2 separate regions of the Mus musculus genome follow, and region 2 is linked to region 1. Evidence: chromatin contacts called from public Hi-C data. All regions are on one chromosome and are shown on one strand. Each heading gives the region's core, a stretch centred on a gene start, on an enhancer-like site or on the middle of the called end of the contact. The rest is flanking DNA. Distances are from core to core; before and after follow the strand shown.

What was found. Hi-C and Micro-C count contacts between places; a contact is called where the count stands out from the background.
Region 2: a contact with region 1 is called in a Hi-C map of forebrain, with 3 times the contacts expected there. The contact joins the enhancer-like site here to the promoter of Spen in region 1. A contact is called at or near these places in 8 of 39 promoter capture datasets (3T3-L1-derived adipocytes, the C10 cell line, the HPC-7 cell line and 5 more), 17 of 484 Hi-C or Micro-C datasets (the HPC-7 cell line, bone marrow-derived macrophages, brain and 11 more), 17 of 115 datasets of contacts at active chromatin or transcription factors (the HPC-7 cell line, VIP interneurons, bone marrow-derived macrophages and 8 more) and 4 of 9 other capture datasets (adipose tissue, bone marrow-derived macrophages, liver and 1 more).

The regions. Positions count from the first base shown.
Region 1 is chr4:141,536,204-141,540,598 of GRCm38.p6, forward strand. It overlaps Spen (spen family transcription repressor), which reads right to left and starts at 2,394. Exons shown (of 16, transcript NM_019763.2): 1 at 1,961-2,394. The coding sequence starts at 2,043. It overlaps Gm4123 (predicted gene 4123), which reads left to right. Exons shown (of 2, transcript NR_166589.1): 2 at 1-1,214.
Region 2 is chr4:141,475,802-141,480,196 of GRCm38.p6, forward strand. Spen (spen family transcription repressor) reads right to left here. Exons shown (of 16, transcript NM_019763.2): 12 at 1-3,588. Among named protein-coding and RNA genes, the nearest start is that of Gm42337, 29 kb to the left of the region's middle. Within about 2 kb of position 2,235, at least 120 of the 459 cell types and tissues checked have an H3K27ac peak or open chromatin away from gene starts, as enhancers often do. A contact at or near this core is called in adipose tissue, bone marrow-derived macrophages, cerebellar granule neurons and 6 more, where this site is marked.

The DNA.
Region 1 (4,395 bases), core at 1,144-3,643:
GGGGACACACATCTGCAGAGGCTTCAAATAATCTTTTTACCAAGAGCATCTGATAAAGCGCTGCTGTAAACGCGGGGTCAGCAGTGTGCCGGTGAGCCTTCGTCTAGCGCCGCGTTCCTCGGGCTCTCCGGGCAGCCCTCCTGCGAGCCTCCTCCCGCCCTCCCTGCCGTGCATTCGGAGCGGCTCCGCAGATTCCCACATAAAGTGGGTCCTGGCCGCCATCTTAGAGAGTCATTCACACCAGCCGGACCGCGGCACCACGCTTCCAAGCCTCCCAGGACTGCGCCCAACCTCCTCCCTCGCTGCTCTCCCTCTCCCTCGGCTTGCACAGGGGGTCAAACTCCAGGTCTGAGGCAAGCCGTGCCTCTGAAATCTGCATGATGTAAAATGTCAAGTCTGACCACCCAACACAGGAGCAGAGCGAATGAGGCGATGCACGTGTTTGCACGTCGGGTGCGTATCAATTTCCCATGCAGAGACCCATGGAAGAGCCACTGGGCGATTTAAAGGAGGTACAGCGCAGAGGGGTTTCCACTCCAGAACCTAAGAAAGCGGAGTGCTATCTTCTCCACGCTGAGGACCTGCTACTAGAGGGCAGAGACCCGAGCCGAGGGGTGGAGCAGCACGGGCAGAGAAAGTTCCCATCTGCTGGCGCTCCAGCTGCTGCAGTCCCCTTTCATCCCCGGGCACCCCGGCCAACACTCCATCTCCGGACCTCCCCCTCTCCCGTGTCTCAGACACAACGTAGTAAACACCCGGAGTCCCAGGCAGCGCGCACCTCCCCCAGGCCTGCGGAGGACATCCCGGCAGGTTATGAATGGCCTCACTATACCCAGCTCCTTTTCACACGCGGGCACGCGCACACGCGCGCCCCGGAGGCGAAGATTTAATACCCCCGGTCAGAGCAACGGCCAACAGAATCAATGGCCCTCCATCAGAGAGAGAGAAAGGAAGGCGCTCACGCTTCCCAGGCCTCACCAAAGAGGTTCTAGACCGGGCGACACAACCCATTTTCCCAGGTTGACTCTAATGTGAGGACGTTCCTTCTCCTAATTATATTCCCTGCACCGACTGGATAGTGGGAATTCAGAGTACGCCCAACTTGGAACCTTCCAGGGTATTGGATATCAGGAGAAGTGAATTTCCACAGGCGATCGCAGATTTGCTACGTTCTTTCTCAATGTGCGGAAAGTATGAATAAATTCTCATTGTAAGTGGGGTTGCATGCTGAGGCCTCTACCAGTTACCCGGACACGCGTTTCTGGGAGCAAATAAGCGCTAAATGCTACCAACGGGTATGAAAAGCAGCATTTACTTCTTTTCCTTCCACAAGCAAAAAGTATTTAGAGAAACCGAAAAGTCATACCTAATCGCTAAAATTTTGCACTTTTTGGCTACTTCACTAACGAATTCGAGGTGAAGGGTCTATTGTAAAAAAAAAAAAAACAACAAACAAACAAAAACAAAAAAAAAAAACGCTCGGTCACCAGCGCGGCGCGGGAATGCATCCGCAGCGCCAAGCTTGGCGTTCGCGCTCCCTTCCCCGCGAGCTCCGGGACACGGGCAGCCCATTTAGCCGCCGCCGAGCGCCAGGCAGCCCGCTCCGCCCAGCCGCGCAGAGAGCTGAAGCATCCGCCGCTGCACGAATCTCCGGAGAGCGGCCACTGCTCCGGGTGCCTGCCACCTCCCGGTGCCGCACGATGCCAAGCGCGGCTGCGGCGTCCGCACAGCCCGGGCTCTGCGGGCGCTCGGGGCCCCGGCCAGTCGCGCTGGACTGCGAGGCGGCGCGCAAAAAGGCGATCCCGCAGCCCCCCAGCGCTCCCGCTCCTTCGGTGGCCGCACAGCAGCCGCCCGCCCAGAGCGCCGGAGCCAGCCGCGCGTCGCCGCTCTGCCGGTGGCCAGCAACGGGCCGGAGAGGCGCCCGAGGTGCCAGCGCGGCTCCGGGCCTCGTGTCACTCACCGTTTGAAATGCTCGATGATCTTCTCTTCCCGCACGTTCTCCGGTAAGTTTCCCACCCAGAGGTGCCTGGTTTCCCGGACCATGCTGGGCGGTGTGCCGGCGACCGCGGTGGCTGGCTCCCCCTCGCCGGCTTCGTACGCGGCCGTCAGCGCAGGGAGGCGGGCGCCGGGGCGGCGGCGGCGGCGGCTGCGGCGGTGGCGTCGGCAGCGGCGGCGGCTCCTCCGGCTCCCCCCGGTGCAGAGACCATCCCTCTCCCCCAGGTTCTGACTCTCGGGCCTCGCAGCTCCGCTCTGCCGCCACCAAACACCCGAAGCCGACCCTCGCGCTCCGGCGGCGCATGCGCGCGGGCGGCGGCGGGCGGGGGAGCGGGAGGAGGGGCGAGCGAGACCCGGGCGGCCGCGACTACGACGGAGCCGGCGCTGTGGCTGCCGGACGCTTCCCACCGGCGCGCGCGGCCCGCCTCCCGCCGCCTGGCCACCGCCCCCTGGCCGCGGGCGCGCGCGCGTCCTCCCGCCCCGACGCGGAGGGCCTCCCAGCCGGCGCGCAGGCGCGCGGAGCTCGGAAGGGGGAGGAATGCGGAGCCGGGAAGCGGCGCCCGCGCAGTCAGCTTAGTGCGCAGGCGCGCCGGAGGCCGGGAGGCCGGCCGCCGGAGGCGTCGGGGTGGGGGAGGATGGGGCCGCTTCTGCCTGCGGTCAGGCGTTGCTCTGGGGAAACACAAGAGAACCCGGTTAGTTTCCACGCCAAGAGGTTTCTAGAGGCCAAAGTCCCTATGCCTGTCTGCCCTACGGCCCGCCCCTGACCATTTCCGGACGCCTAGATTCCCCGCCTGCTTGGGAAAGTGGTCGGGACCAGGCCACCCTTTTCACCGCCCAGACAAGGGACCAGCGCTGCAGAGAAACCCATCCCTCCCAAGAATCATTGGCTTGTAACATTAAGCAACTTTTTATATAGGAGCTTGCGAAACCTTCTGCAAGATGTCTTTGCTCATGATTACAGTACACACAAGAATTAAAGCTGAAAGGATACAGACATTCCATACTGTTTCCCCTCGGAAGGTTTGGAATAGTTGGTTTTTTAAACAGAGAGTATTAGACCTCCGGCCCTTCCAGACTTTTGAAACTGGCAGTTGACCTTTCATGTAAGGCCGGCTTTCAGAAAGATAAAACCGCAAAAGGCCACTGTGGAGTAACAGAAAAAAAAAATCTTAACTCATTAAAACCGTCAGCAACTCATACTTTAATTTTTCATACACAAAAATAAAATGGTGCTTCGGGTACAGCCTACACTTTTTGTTTCGTTGTGCCCTTAGGGTCTACAAAGTGTGCAGTACACACAAATTAGGGTTCTACCTAAGGACCTCGCCCGCGTCCAACAAGGTGTGTTAATATATCACTAGGCTACATTCCCAGTTCTTGGTAGTGTTTTCTTTGTTTGGCTTAATTTGAAAGGGTCTTCCAGAGCCACTGTTTATATTTTTGAGAAAGGGTCTTATATAGCTCAGGCTAGTCTCACACTTCTAGTTTTGTGCCCACCTCTCAGGACTGAGACTGTAGACCTCGGCTACCATATAACTTCACCAACCGAACAGGCAGTATTTTGAATTGGAAAAAAATCATAAATAATAGCAATAATATTTGGGGTCACATAATTGTTTCTTTTGTTCCATAAAAAGTACTAGGGTTTATTTTTTATTATTTGTTCATTTTAGTCTGCCATATAGCCTAAGTTTATATGTATATAATATATCTTGATATATATATGTGTGTGTGTGTGTCTGTATATATGTATATATATATATATATATATCTTGATATATATGTGTGTGTGTGTCTGTATATATGTATATATATATATACATATATATCTTGAGATATGTGTGTGTGTGTGTGTGTGTGTGTGTGTGTGTGTAGTTGAAGCTGGAGTTAGGGATGGTTATGAGCATCATGTGCTAGCAACCAAACCTAGATCCCCTGCAAGAGGCATAGTGTCCTCAAGCATTGAGACACCCTCCCACCCTCTTCTTCATTTTGAGACTGGGTCTCACTATGTAGCCCAGGCAGTCTTCTTGCCTCGTCTCCTTAAAACTAGATTTTTAAACAATAATTTATTTCATGTGCATTGGCATTTTGCCTGAATGTGTCTGTATGAGGGTGTCAGATCCCTTGGAACCAGAGGTATAGACACTTGTGAACTGCCATTTAGATGCTGGGAACTGAACTCAGGACCTCTGGAAGAGCAGACAGTGCTATTAATTCCTGAGCATGAGCCATCTCTCCAACCCTAAAACTATATATTTATATTTTTATTATTTTTTTTTTTTTACAAAATATCCTCCTAGATTAGCCAGAGGGTTTGTTAATAGTAGTACTGTTGCCAGTCCTGGTGGCAAGGTCCTTAATCCTAACACTTAGGGGACAGAGGCAGGACTATCTCTG
Region 2 (4,395 bases), core at 985-3,484, 61 kb before region 1:
TTAGTCTTCCTGTCTTTTGCAGCGACTGGAGGATTGGCTTCTACATCTTCAGAAGCGGGGGGCTGAGCTTCTGATGCAACCCCAGCGTTCTGAGTGGCGTCAGGCTCAGTGCTTGGAGTTGTGTCTGGCTTCTCCACTTTCCCCTCTTCGGCTTCCTCGGACCTCTGAGTCAGTTTTGAAAGGGGCTGGGGACTGCTAGGTTTGGGGTCTACACTGCTTTCTACCTGGGAAACTGTGGTTCCGGGAGTCAGAGGTTCAGCATTCACACAAGGGACGGCGTCAGTAGCTGCGCTTTCTTGAGGAGCTGAAGGTGCCAAGGCAGCGCTGTCCTGGCTATCCCGGCTGTCCTCTCCGGGGGGTACATCTGACTGCCTGGGCTGCTCCACGGGTACAGACGCAGGCTCAGACACAAGCTTTGTTTCTTCCGAGACAGGAGCGGGCTCTGCAGGCTTCTCTCCTGCTGGTGAAGGAGCCTCCGCTGCCTCCTCAGCCTTCTCAGGGGCGGAGGATGCTGGCTCTGGTGTCACGACGGTGACGGTGACGGCAGGAAGCCCAGCTGAAACAGGGGCTTTCGGCTCCGGCTCTTTAGTCTCTGCAGCAGGCTCTGGAGTCTTGGGATGAGTCTCCGGCTCTTCCTGCTTCTCAGCCTCTTTGGGCTTCTGGTCCTTCTCCTTCTCCTTCTGCTGCATCCGCGTCAGCTCCATGAATCTGCTGTGGAACAGGACCACTGGCTCCTGCACCGAATCACTCGTGCTGTTTGCACCCTCAGACGCCTGCCTGCCGTACAGCCCCCCGGGGGGGAGGTCGGGCTCCTCGCTCTTCCTCTCAAGGTGCTGCAGCCTCTTGGAGTCTTGCTCAAAGATGGAGCTGTGTAAGAACCGAGAGGCGAACAACTCCTGCCTCTCCTGCTCCTCCTCCCTGCGCTCGTCCTTTTTATCAGCCAGTTTCCCCTCCGAGTCCGTCCTGATTTTCTTCTTCTTCATGTACCAGGACGGAATAGGCCTGGGGGCCGAGTCAACCTTTTCTTTATCTTTGTTGTTTCGAAAATTAGCAAACCGCGAGTCCCAGTCAAGGAAAGACCAATTTTCTTCACGGGATGATGAGAGGGATTTGGCTCTTTCAAGCAAAGCTTTAGTGTCTGGTGTGATTGTCTTATCCAGTGCAAAAGAGTAAAATTTATTCCTTTCTAAAGAGCTAGCGAGTCTTTCATCTCGCTCACGTAGTTTTTGGTCTCTGTCCCTCAATAAAAAAGACAGCCGAGGGCTGTCATAGAAGCTGGAAGCTCTGGGGGACTGGGACCTGTGCTCGGCGTCCTCATCAGAATCAGAGGGCACCTCACCAGGTTCCAGATCGCGCACAGACCTCTTTCGTAGACTGTCTCTCTTAATTACACTGTTTGGGAAACTGACATCAAACCGGCTGGGGTCCTGTTTCATCGGAGGGTCCCACCGGCTTGGTTCCCCTTCAGAATTCAAGACAGACAGTTTGATTTTGGCCGTGTCTGCTGTCTGTTCTCTCTTGCCAGAATCGTAAGGATTGCATTTTAATGGATCGTCTCTCACTGCTGCGTTAGGATAGGGGAGGCCTTTCTCATCCCCTTTAGGGGACCCTTTTACTGACACTAGCCTAGGGGAGCCCCTGGGGTCATCATCGTCATGGAAGGAGCCGTGGCGGACACTCGGAGAGCAGCTGGTTCTTTCTGAGTCCTCGCTGATCTGGCGTGAACTTCGGTAGTTTCTCTCTCTTTTGGTACAGATATCGAAATCCACGTGATCCGTCCTTCGCTTCTTGCTGGGCGGGGAGTCATCAGTGACATCCTGAGGGGGCTTGCCCACCTCGTGGACAAGGCTGCGCCTTTCGTAGTCATCTACATCTTTCTTCGGACTGCCAAACTTCTCAGCCTTGGCGATCTCCATCTCCATCCGCTGCTTCCGGCGGCTCTGCTCCATCTGTTTCCGGTAGCTCTGCGTGTGATCAATGTCAATGCCAAGTTTCTCTTCCGCATTCCCTCCGTGGGGCTTCTCCTGGCCTGCTCTGTGTTCCGCTGGTTCCTCACGAGGCCGGCAATAGTTTTTCCTCACTTCCTCTTTCTCAGGCCCTTGATTCTCTAGGAGCTGCAGCTGTTTGGGCTGAGGTTTTGAGGGGATGGCTTTTTTGGGCTGGGTTTCTTGAGTCTCCACAGATCCGTGTGTTAGTTCTCCCAGTCCTGCGTGTACGTCTGAGCTGGGCCGAGAGCCAGACCCTGCAGAGACAGCAGCAGGATCCTGGCAGTCTTTGGGGCTGAGAGCTGAATTAAGTCTTTCCAGCTTAGTTTTTTTTGATTCCCTTTTAAGGATTTCTTTTCTCACAGGCTTTCTTTCAGACTCTCCTTCCCTCAGCAAAACACCATCTCTTGATGTGTCAGGCTGCTTCTTTAAAAGTATTCGAGTATCCTCTGTCTCGGGGCTGGTTTTCTTGATTTCTGGTTTTTGCTTTTCTATTTTCAAGCCAGAATCTGCAAAGCGCCTTTTCCTGGCTTCCAGCTTCTCCAGGTCCAGAGCGCTGAGCTCGGGCGTCTGCTCGGCCTTGAGGTGTTTCCGGAGCTTAGTCCTGCCCTCCTTCTCCCCCACCTCCGCGTGGCTCGGGAGGACCTTCTCCCTCAGCGCTTTCCCTCGGGCCGGGTCCGACTTGGCAGGCTCCCCCTGAGCGGCCTGGGGTTTCTGGTCCAGGGCCGATGCCTTGGTAGTGTCACGGCCGAGCCTGGCTTTGAGCTTTTCTGGGGGTGGGTGCTCGATGACCTTGCCCTCCTTTTCCTTTACTCGGGTCAGAACCACGCAAGGCACGAGCTCCAGGCGGTTCTTGGCTGGCCCTTCCTTGTCGGCCCTGTCTCTGCTGAGTTTGGTGGAGCCCCGCGGTTTCTCGGGGCTCTGCTCTCGGTCATTTTCCTGCTCGGTTTCCGAAGGCTGAGAACTAGGGGAGTGAGCCTTTCCTTTCCGCTTCTGCCTCTCAGCTTTGTCCTTTTCTCCCTTCTCCTTGCGAACTATTCGTCTCTCCCTCTCGACCCGCTCGGGATCGAAAGTGCGCTCTTTGTCCGCCTTTTCGTTTTTTGTGTAGCGCTCCAGCCGAGCCTTCTCCAGCTTATCGTACCGTGGGGGGGACACTGAGCTGCAGCTGCCGCTGCGCTCCGAGGACCGGCGGTACAGCCTCCTCTCAGAGTCACTTGGCAATCTCTCCGAATGCGCAGGAGACACCCCAGGGCTCTGTGGACGACGCAAGTGCACGGGACTCTGGCTTCGCTCTATGGGTCTCCTCTCGTGGTCCCGGTCAGATTCGAATCTCTCCCGTTCTCGCTCTCGTTCTCGCTGCCTATAGCTGTACTCCCGAATATCCTGCTCATAGGGATCACTCCTATATTCTCTGTATTCGCGAGGCTCATCATAGTACCGGGAGTCATAATACTCTCCTTGGTACGTCTCCCACTCCGAGTAAAACTCTCTCCCCCGAGCCGGATAGTCCCTCCTGGAGTCCTCAGGGTAGGTGCCTGGAGTGCGAACATTTTCATAGTATGTCCGTTCTTGACTGTACTCATAGGACCCTCTTCGTTCCTCTCTGCCAAACATCAGAAAGATTATGTTAGCTCCTCTGTCTTCTCACTTGCACTCCCACCCCCGCAACCCCAGGACTCAAGGGACAGAGGCAGGAGGACCGCACGTGGGACCTGGCTCAACTGTACAAGTTCCAGGCCAGCCCGCAGTGCACAGTGAAATTCTCTTACACAGGCAGCTCTGGCCCCCTCTAGTGCTTACGTAGTCACTTGGCCACGCGCAGGTGTTTAGCAGTGGCTCCTAAGCCAAATGAAGCACCAAGGATTTCAAAGCTGGCCGTTAATAAGATTCAAGTGTAAAATGCCAGGTTTTCATTAAGCTCTGGGCCTGCAACTCACTCTGTAGGCCAGGCTGGCTTCCAAGTTACAGAGATGCCCTGCTTCTGCCTCTGGGGTGCTGGGATTACAGGGGACAGTAACCACATGCCCAGCACTGACACAGTTATACAAAAACCTCAACAATCACAAATAAATGGCACGTAGTTAAAGAGACCCACTGCTACCTACCTTTACCTCACTGTGCTAGACTGTATGTATGTATGCATTACTACACTGTACACAGTACAGAGATGTTATTACATCAAATTTTCTGAGAAGAGTTTTCCAAATGATTAATCTCGGGGCTGGAGAGGTGGCTTAGAAGTTAAGAGCACTTAGTGTTCTTGTAAAGGACCCATGTTAGTTCCCAAAACTACAGGATGTCTCACAACCATCGACAACTCCAGTTCCAGGGGCCCAGATGCCTCCTTCTGACACTTCCTTGGGCCCCAGAGATACCTGGTGCACAGTGCACAGATACTCACGCATAAAAT